2 separate regions of the Mus musculus genome follow, and region 1 is linked to region 2. A link is a contact called in public Hi-C data. All regions are on one chromosome and are shown on one strand. Each heading gives the region's core, a stretch centred on a gene start, on an enhancer-like site or on the middle of the called end of the contact. The rest is flanking DNA. Distances are from core to core; before and after follow the strand shown. Region 1 overlaps Vav3 (vav 3 oncogene). Region 2 has its middle 100 kb from the start of Vav3.

Evidence for each region. A called contact is a pair of places that touch in the nucleus more often than the background predicts.
Region 1: a Hi-C map of bone marrow-derived macrophages shows a contact between it and region 2, with 22 read pairs. The contact joins two enhancer-like sites. A contact is called at or near these places in 1 of 15 datasets of contacts at CTCF or cohesin (large pre-B cells), 2 of 484 Hi-C or Micro-C datasets (bone marrow-derived macrophages and stem cell-derived neural stem cells), 1 of 115 datasets of contacts at active chromatin or transcription factors (cardiomyocytes) and 2 of 9 other capture datasets (adipose tissue and liver).

Annotation. Positions count from the first base shown.
Region 1 is chr3:109,478,295-109,483,033 of GRCm38.p6, reverse strand. All of the region lies in intron 2 of Vav3 (vav 3 oncogene), which reads right to left. Among named protein-coding and RNA genes, the nearest start is that of Vav3, 140 kb to the right of the region's middle. Within about 2 kb of position 2,298, at least 10 of the 459 cell types and tissues checked have an H3K27ac peak or open chromatin away from gene starts, as enhancers often do. A contact at or near this core is called in bone marrow-derived macrophages, where this site is marked.
Region 2 is chr3:109,236,848-109,242,022 of GRCm38.p6, reverse strand. No RefSeq gene overlaps it. Among named protein-coding and RNA genes, the nearest start is that of Vav3, 100 kb to the left of the region's middle. Within about 2 kb of position 3,627, at least 14 of the 459 cell types and tissues checked have an H3K27ac peak or open chromatin away from gene starts, as enhancers often do. A contact at or near this core is called in bone marrow-derived macrophages, where this site is marked.

The DNA of each region.
Region 1 (4,739 bases), core at 1,049-3,548, 240 kb before region 2:
AGGAAGAAGTGAAAGACACACCAAACCCCATCAAATCCCTGCCCCACTTGATCCTTACAGGACTTCTAACTCATCCCATAATATTGTAATTCTCATTGTTGAATATAGAACAAAAACTCAATAATTGGGTAATTTGTTATTTGCCAACATGACTGCCTCAAAATATCACACAATCTGCAGAGCTCTGGATCCTGGCTGCAGCCTTGCTGTGTTATGGGACTAGTGGCCTCAGACCCTCTTCTCTAACAACTGGTGGCTTCAGATAATGGGACTTATATAATCAGACTTGTCACCCTAGTAAGATGCCTGAAGCTGGATACTTCAAAAGGTAGAGAGTTTTACTACAAATGTGGACACCTATAGCCCAGCTCCTGGGAGGCTAAGACAGAAGGAGCCTATGAGTTCAAGACCATCCTGGGAGACAACAAAGGAGAGGGAGTGGAAAGAGGGTAAAGGGGGAAGGGTATTACAAAACAGCCTTGGAAGCTGAAGTCCAACAACAGGCAACCTTGACTCCTGGGCCTCTGGTGAGGGCTCCCTTGGCTCTAACACGTGGCAGTGGATGGCCAATAAACCAGCAGTGAATAGAGGTCCAGGACATGGGATAGCCTCACCTACTAACAACTGACTAACCAGAGAACTCACTCTAGCAGACCACACGAAGCCTTCCACAGGAGCATCCCCAATGACCTAACTGCTTCACATCAGCCCCGCTTCCTCAAGGTTCTACCGCCTCAGCATCACCACACTGAAGAACACACCCCTAGTAAATGAACCTCCAGGGAGATGAGTCCTACGAAAAGTTACAGGTTTCTAACTTCAACTGTACCACACAAAGCAAAGCGGCCACAGCTTCAGGTCTCACCAGTGGGCCGACAGGGCACAGTCTCACCAGTGGTGAGTTTTAAGGAGTCTGCTCTTTTTAAAGCAAGACATGAACTGGGGAGTGTGCTTGGGCATCCATATGTATCCATATCCTGTATACTGGTTTATGTGAGTACAGAGGCTTATATTATGATAGAAATGTTCAAGATTTTTCTGCCACAATGTTTAAATACAAGATTGTCTCAATGCATCATGGCCACCAACTTTCTGGGCTCCAACTGCCTTTTTAAAATGTATAATTGTTTGGGACCAACAGAAGGATTAAATATCTGCATTGGAGCACCTTATATAACAGGCATTGATAAAGTTTTAATAAAAAGGCACAATGGCACACACACTCACACCCCACTCACAAACATTCACACACACTCAAACATACTCTCACACACACATACACACACTCACACACACACACACACAAACACACACACACACACACACACACACACACACACACACTCCTGTAAGCATGCTACCCAGGAAACTCTGGGAGAGGCGTTGTCACAAGCTCAAGGCCACCCCCTATATATAATAAGACCTTATCTCTGTTTTGAAAATGAAGAACATTTAAAAATAGTTCAATTTAGTTATTTTGACTCTTTGGTTACCCTCTAATTTTTACCTTAATTATCATTATTATTCCTCAGGGAATAATAATGATGTCATGAAGACAAACACAATTTTTTTTTAAGTTCTTAGTTTTCTTTTTAACATCTCAGATGCTAAAATATCTGTTTCCTCTTTTGCTCCATGATACATCATTAATAATCTTCTGGAACTTTATTTCAGAGCAACTCACTGGAAAGTCTCCTTCAACGAAAATGAAACAGGTGGAGTAGATCCCCTTGTGCTCATTAGAGCTTGGTGAATCTCTAAGCCACAGCAGGTCTTGGAACAGTGTCATTTTTTTCACAGCCTAATGAAAACTCTGGAGAGAACACAATGATATGGAACACCTCTATGGAGGGGGAAGTCATAAGTCAGTTTATGCTTTAAGACTCAATTCTTATTTTTGGTTTATGTGCATATCTATGTGTGGATATGCCGTGTATACATGGGTGTGCACTGAGGTAAGCAGAGACATCACATCTATCTCCTCTATTGTTGTTACAGACTGTTGTGAACTACTCAGTGTGGGTTAAGGGACTGAAACTCAGACCTTCAGGAAAAGCAGCAAGCACGCTTAACTGCTGATTCGTCTCCCCAGCATTTACCCTAGGTCCTGCCTTCTAAAAAAAATGTCCAAGAAGGACTTTGGCCTTCCTGCTGCTTGCAGAGGAGGAAACAAACATAAATAAGGAAGAACATGCTCAGAGATGACAAGGCTGAGGGCTCCATCTCCCTGGCTTCCCTCCTGATTCCCAGCCCAGGGCTGCCTGCTGCTCCAATAAACAGGATATTCAAACATTGCACATAGTGACACACTAGCAACAGCAACTCTCTAGTAAGGGACACTGCTATGCAATCTCACTTTTGTTCCTGTTCCTTGATGTCTTGTTTGGTTGTTGCTGTACTTTTGAGACAGAATCCTATCATGCCTAGCTTGACATTTATATTATTTATATGAACATGTTGTTGGTAATTGCATATTAAATTTGTATTCAGCAAAATATTTTAATGAGAAATGCAAAAATATGTTTGTATTGTTATAAGCAAGTAAATAGTTTTCAACCTTTCTTTTTGTTGTCATTTAAATGAAATTTGATCAGAAGCCAAGAACTAAGAGGCTACAGAAAGGCAGAGAGCCATGCAGAGAGGTGATGGAGAGGCAGAGGTACAGAGGCCCTAACTCAGGAACAACCTCTCCATTTCCTAGAGCATGGCACCTTAAAAAGGTGCCTTCATTCCATTACAGAAGTTCTGAATTTCTTTCCAAGTCACCTTATTTCATATTCTATATGTCCAGTCCATGTGTCGGAAAACCAAAGAAAGAAAGAAAGAAAGAAAGAAAGAAAGAAAGAAAGAAAGAAAGAAAGAAAGAGAGAGAGAAAGAGAAGAAAAGAAAGAAAAATGAAAAAGACAAGAGAAAAATAAACATCTGGTTCTGAAATAGAGAAAGAAATAAAACTGAAGTATCAGAGAGAAAAAAAAGTCTTCCAACATTCCTCAGTTAATTTTTCTATACTCAAGCTTCTTAGAATGGTAACTGAACTAAATGTAAAACGAAGTCACAACAAACACTGGGGTGGCTGCCTGGCATGCGTAAAGAACGTGTAAACTGATGTAGGAACTTACTTTTCACTAGTAGACTTATTATCTTCAGCCTATAAGGGCAAAATTACACTTCAGAATATTTGGTAGAATTGTTCTTACTCTTAAAGTATCAATTCTTTAACTGTGAATAAAACACAGAAAGTGAAGCTAACCTCCCTAATGGGTCTTGTCCTGTCCTGTCCTGTCTTGTCTTGTCTTGTCTTGTCTTGTCTTGTCTTGTCTTGTCTTGTCTTGTCTTGTCTTGTCTTGTTTTGATTGAGACAGGGTTGCACTGCATAGACCGGGCTGTCCTGAAATTTGCTATGTAGATGAGGCTGGCCTCAAACTCACAGAGTTCTTTCAGTCTCTGCCCCCTTCCCTCCTGCCCCTCTGCCCTCTACCCTTGCCCCTGACTCTGTCTCAGTGATGAAATTAATGACATGAGCCACCATAACCAGGAATGAGGATTCAACAACCCTGATATAATCACAAATGTAATGATGGGCAGTGGATTTGAACTTGTAGTGCTCATCACCCCAAAAGGAACTGTTTTAAACCCACAGAAATCAACTCTTCGCATCTAGGTGTCAATATGATCGTTTCAAACCAAAGTACCTCGCTAAGAAAGATGATTTCCATATGAATGTTAATATTTTCTTTTGGTCCTTTCGCAAATGTTTTGTTTCAAGTATGTAGACATTTGGGAAAGAGAAGCTAATGTTCTACTGGGCTTCAGGACTTATAGAATGATGCTGATAAGGGATTTCGCCAGCCTCTATAGAGGAATGAGCCAAGAGGGAGAGAAGCCATTATACCTGACCTTGAATTTCATGCATTTAAAGAGCACCCCCTCAAGGTGTACCACAGGCACAACAACCTAGCTCTTCAGCGCTTCATATATTCCACCTCCCACAGTCCAACTGAGCTCTGACATCACTAGTAGAGCAAATGTTTTCAGCAACTTAGCTTGGCTTTGTGAGACTCTGGCCGTCCTGGAACTTATTCTATAGACCAGGCTGACCTTGGACTGGCAGAGATCAGCCTGCCTCTGCCTCCCAAGTGATGGAATTTAAGGTGTGCACTACTATGTCCAACTTAGCTATTTCTTTTGAGATGGTTCTTGGGGAACAATAGAGGATGCTTGCTCATTTTTCTTCTCCTTTTTTATTAACTGAAACATTGTACTCAGTTATGAGAGGAAACAGCAAGTCAGCAAATGCCATTTCCCCTCTAAATTTCAAGTAGCTCGCTCCTTGAAAGCTACTAATACAAACCAAGAATTGGAAGTTAATAATTTACAGAAAGACAACATTCACATTATCATAACAAATTTGGCTATTGTCACACTCCTGACGAATAATGACTAATTCAGACCCCAGATGTTTTCTTAAGAAGATGTTTCCAATATGCATATTTAATAGTGTCTTGAAATAGAGGTATTTCACAATATCCTGGAAGGCTCGGTTGACACACAACTTCTTAAAACTTGCAATACTAAAATTTTCTAACTGTAACAGAAATATGGAACATTGCTAAGTGGCATTACTCCTTTGAACTGCCTGTGTTCATGGACAACTGTTGAAGACAGGCATTACCAAGATGAATGATGGTGATGTGCGAAGCCCCAGATGAAAGTGCATTGTTGAAAAAAATGCTCGTTA
Region 2 (5,175 bases), core at 2,378-4,877:
AAGTACTCTAGGGATTATTCGGTTAGTGGAAGAGTGGTAACCCAAAGGTATCCATGTCTTCATGCTCAGAATCTGCAACTATGTTAACTTCTGTGTTGGTTTGAATGGGTTTTGCCCCCATAGACTCATGTATTTGAATGCTTGGTCAATGAAGTGGCACCATTAGGGGGTGTGGCCTTACTGAAGTAGGTGTGGCCGTGTTGGAGGAAGTGTGTTGCTGTGACAGTGGACTTTGAGGTCTTATATATATGCTAAATCTCTGCTCCATGTGAAGATAGCTTTTTTTTCCTGGATGCTTTTAGATTGAAATAGAACTCTTCAGCACCATGTCTGCCTACTGAACACTGCCTTGCTTCCCGCCATGATGATAATGAACTAAACTTCTGAATCTGTAAGCCAGCCTTAATTAAATCTTGTCCTTTATAAGAGTTGCCTTGGTCATGGTGTCTCTTCACAGCAATAAAACCCTAAGACACCTTCCATGACAAATTATATTTTTATAAATGTGATTAAGACTCTTTAGATTGAAGGGTCCCTTGGATTGCTTATCCGAGAGTGTTCATGGTACTCAAAGGGAGAGTTAGAAGAGGAAAGAGGTGTTAGGAAAGATAAAATGCCAGAAGAGAGCTGTTCTGGTGTGGGGCCACAAGCCACACATGTGAGAAGCCTCTAGAAAAATCAAAGAAATGGGTTTTCCCTGTAGCTTCCTCAGGCTGCACAGCCCTGGTGAGCTATTTTAGACTGATAAATCTATAAAGCAGTGGTTCTCAATCTTCCTAATACTGCAGCCCTTTAATACAGTTTCTCATGCTGGGGTGACTCCCCTCAATCATTAAGTTATTTTCATTGCTAGTTAGAATTTTGCTATTATGAATCGCTGTGTAAATATCTGATATGTAAAATATCTTGTATGCGACCCCTGTGAAGGGTTCATTCAACCTCCAAAAAGGCCGGGACCCACAGGTTGAGAACCACTGCTATAAAACAAAGACTTGTTTTAAGTCATTGATTGTGGAGTCATTTGTTACAACAGGACTAAAAGATACTTAGCACATAAGTAATATCAGGAAGGAAGGAGACTAATCAATGCTCACTAAGCAGATGGAACTCTATGGAGCTGGTTCCTGAAACATCTAACAGTCAGAAACTGCCTTTGTATGTTAAGCTATCTCGGTATTTCACAAAGTTACTTTTTGTTCTTTCACCACAAAGGATGGAGGTCAGACTAGTGTAATGACTGTATAGTACTGTCAATTCTCTCTGTTCTTTTTCCATGAAAACTTTATTATATTTGTTATTTATAGTGTATATTTATATTATATTATTACTTATATTATTTTTGTATTGTATTTGTTCACACATGCAGGTGTCTATACAGGTCAGAGAGGCTCCAGAGCCTCTGGCACTGGGGTAACAGGAGACTGTGAGCCAGCTGGCACTGGGAACTGAACTCCAGTCCTCTGCAAGAGTAGGAAGCCCTCCTAACCACACTGAGCAATTTCCCAAGATCCTCCTTTTACACCGTTTTAATTGAATTTTTGTGCCTTGGCAATTTTATAATCTACATTTATGTATATATAATGAATTTTCATTACTTTGACTCTCATTACCTTCTCTCATCTCCATCCCTCTCCTGTTAAAACTCATCTTCCCACAAAGTCTCCCTCCTGCTTTGATGACTTCGTGTGTGTGTTTGTGTGCACATGCATCCACATATGTGTAAGTTTGTATATGTGTGTGTGTGTGTGTGTAAGTGTGTCTGTGTTTGTAAGTATGTATGTGTGTATGAGTGTGTGTAAATGTGAGTGAGTGGATATGTGCATGCATGTGTGTGCATGGTGTGTGCATGAGTTGATGTGTATAAGTATTTATGTGTGGATGAGTGTGACTGAGTATGTGTGTGAATGTGTGTGTTATTATGTGTGTGAGTTTGTAAGAGAATGTATATGGCATGTGTGCATATGCATGTGTGTGAACCTGTGTGTGAAGTATTGTATGTGTTTGTGTGTGAGTATATGTATGTATGTGTGCTTATGTGTGTGCAAGTGTGTATGTTTATGTATGTTTTTCTGTGTGTTTGTATGTGTCTGTATGTTTATGTGTGTGTTTGTGTGGGGGAAGGTGTGTGTGTTTCTGTATGCATGCATGTGTCTAGGATACTGAGTATAATTGTTTTCATGGGCACAGGTTATTAACTTCTTCTTTAGCATGTGGTTCTCAGTATTAGGATTGCCCATAGTCACAAAATGGTTCCTTCATCTCCACTTTAACATCTTCTACATTAAATAGATAAAAGAGGGAGAAAGAACAGAAGAAAGGAAGGAAGGAAGGAAGGAAGGAAGGGAGGGAGGGAGGGAGGGAGGGAGGGAGGGAGGGAGGGAGGGAGGGAGGGAGGGAGGGAGGAAGGGAGGGAAGGAAGGAAGGACACCAAAGAGGACATGGTGTAACTTTCATCAGAAAGGGAAAAGTTTGCTCAAACTCTCCAGGAGGTAAGCCAAAACTGTGTCCCATCGATATCCTGGAGGAAGCTGTAATATCTAAATTAATGTCCCAGGTAAAGCTGGGACTCTACCAAGGGCAAAGAACAGGAAATGACTACAAGTACCTGAAGTTTCAGTTGCAGAAGCAAGATGCAGGCTGCGTGAGGTTGCAAACTCCGGTGTGAACGCACTTTGGAGAGGGCAGAGAGGAACATGCTCACTGGCCTCAGCACCTGATTCTGTCCTAACAACTGTCTCACACCTGACTTCTGACCCACACTGGGTGTCTCTCCTCTCTGTTCCCCTCCATGCCAACACTCCCTACCCAGGCCAGGTTCCAGAATCTTCTTCCCTTCCCTTTCCCCTGCTCTGCCATCCTTCTGCCCCCGAAGAGAGGAAATGCTGATGTGGGTAAGTAAAGAAAGAGGAATTTGTACTAGACAATCTGAGCTGCAGTTAAGACATTTTAAAGGGTTGTTCCCCTCCATCTCTCTGCATGCATATGTGAATGTCTATACCTGTCCCGTTTTTCTTTCCCCTCCCATGACTCTACTTTTTCCTGGTGGTTTTCCTCAGGGACACCCTGATTCAGAAAGAATCTATGTTGTCCTTTGTCTCACGCTGCCTCTCAGTACAGTGGTGGCCAAAACTTGGCAAGAACTGGTGCCTTGAGCCTTGCATCCATTTCAGCCAAGCCAAATTTCAAAATCTGAGCGCTAGGTGGAATTCTGATGAATATAATAGCGCTGCTGCTCGGTCACTAAGGTTTAGAATAGTTATTCATGTAACGAAGATCAACCAACCAAATGTTTTCTTATATGCCCCAGTACAGGGGAACGCCAGGGCCAAAAAGGGGCAGTGGGTGGGTAGGGGATTGATGGGGTGGGTATGGGGGACCTTTGGGATAGCATTGAAAATGTAAACGAGGAAAATACCTAATTAAAAAAAAATTCGTTAAAAAAAAAAAAAGTCAGCCTTCCCCAACAACCAAACAATGAGATGCTAAGGTATGACAGTTAGGTGTGGGTCTGGATGCAAACAAGTCAGAGAGGCAGCAAGGACTCTAATGACCAAAGACTCTGCCTGTGCACAGGGCCTTTGCAGGGCCTGCTCTGCCTCCAGGAAGTCATCCACAGTCTGAGTCTGAAGGAGCTAGCACTGAAGATATCACTTCCCTGTTCTGGGATTGGGACTGAGGAAGCAGACTGTGCCCTTGTGGAACTCAAAGTTTAGATCCCAGGCCAAATGCCACCACCTCAGCTGTTGGCTCCGGTATGATACAGGATCAGCAAGACAGAGGCAATGAAGAGACACAGACAGCCACAATACAGTATTCTGAGGTATTCTGGTATTCTGTCTGTACTTCACAACTTCACCAAGTGTGTCTGCAGAAATATTATCAGAAAGGTATGGTCTTAAACTCACCATAGGTCACGAATGGAGAGAACATACAAAAGGCCACTAGAGAACTCTGAACAAGTTTTGTGTTTTCTGTAACTAAGTCATCGCATCAGTAGACGAGCTGGCTACTTGTCAATGCTCCCTCTTCTTTCCCGTAGGTCCACAGCTACTTTATACTTCAGCCTCCTTCTCTATAATAGCACCATGTGACTGAGTTTTGGCCAATGGAATAAGGGCAAATATAACATAGTCCAGCCTATGTCTGGTCCATTCAAACCTTCATGATCTTCTCCACTCTCTGTGTTGTTCCTATTGAAAAAGCTGAATAGAAAAAAAAAATCTCCTTTGATGGGCTTTGTAGGGGCAAGAATTAACCTTCTCCTTAGTTAAATAATAGTATATATCTATAATATTATACTATAATATAAATAAATAGTATTAAATAACTGGGATTTGGTGGTATATCTGATTATAGCCACTAGCATTATTTGCTTCAATAATACAAGCATACACCTTTCAATCTAATGGTTACTATTTTAATGGTTCTCAAGCACACTGAAGTTTACAGGCCAAGCAATTGTGACAGAGTGTAGTGAATGTAGGGTGATTCTCAGAAAGATGACACTTAAGATCCAGGGCTGAAAGGATGTGTCTCATTAACACACAACCAAGTTCAAGATGGGAGACAGAGAAATGGCAAGATTCCAGAATACACTGGTAAGGCTCTATCTGTGGTTGCATAGTGCCAAGAACCTGCACAAAGTAAACATGTTGAGTTGGATTAAAGGTGCTAAGAATGCAAAGAAAGTGGCAGCATCATGTGTGTCCAACATGGAGCACAGAACTGGATGACAGCCACTATCTTCCTGATGGACACTCAAAAACGCACGGTAGAGTTGGATCACTCCATTAACATCAGCAGCCATTACACACTTCCTTCTGCCAAAGACAAAGTGCCCGGCCCATTCTTCCCCATCCTGCTGGTGACTTCATCTTTCAGAGGTACAGGAAACCACCTGTTATATGTCCTGGGTCTGATTCTGCAAAGCAAGAATGTGGTTGGTGATCGGATGTCACAGGAAGTGACTGTGTCCCTTGGAGACTGCTGCAGAAGAAAGAAACCTGTAAAGTGTTGGTCACACAAGTGTGGACTTAGTTATTTCAGAGAAAAGTTAAATATGGCTGGATATTCTGAAGATCACTGAAGGTTTCAGCGGTTTTTAAAGTATGAAATTCTGGGTATCCTATTTATGACAAGATATGTGGAAAAACATTTGAAGACATCAGTGATTCT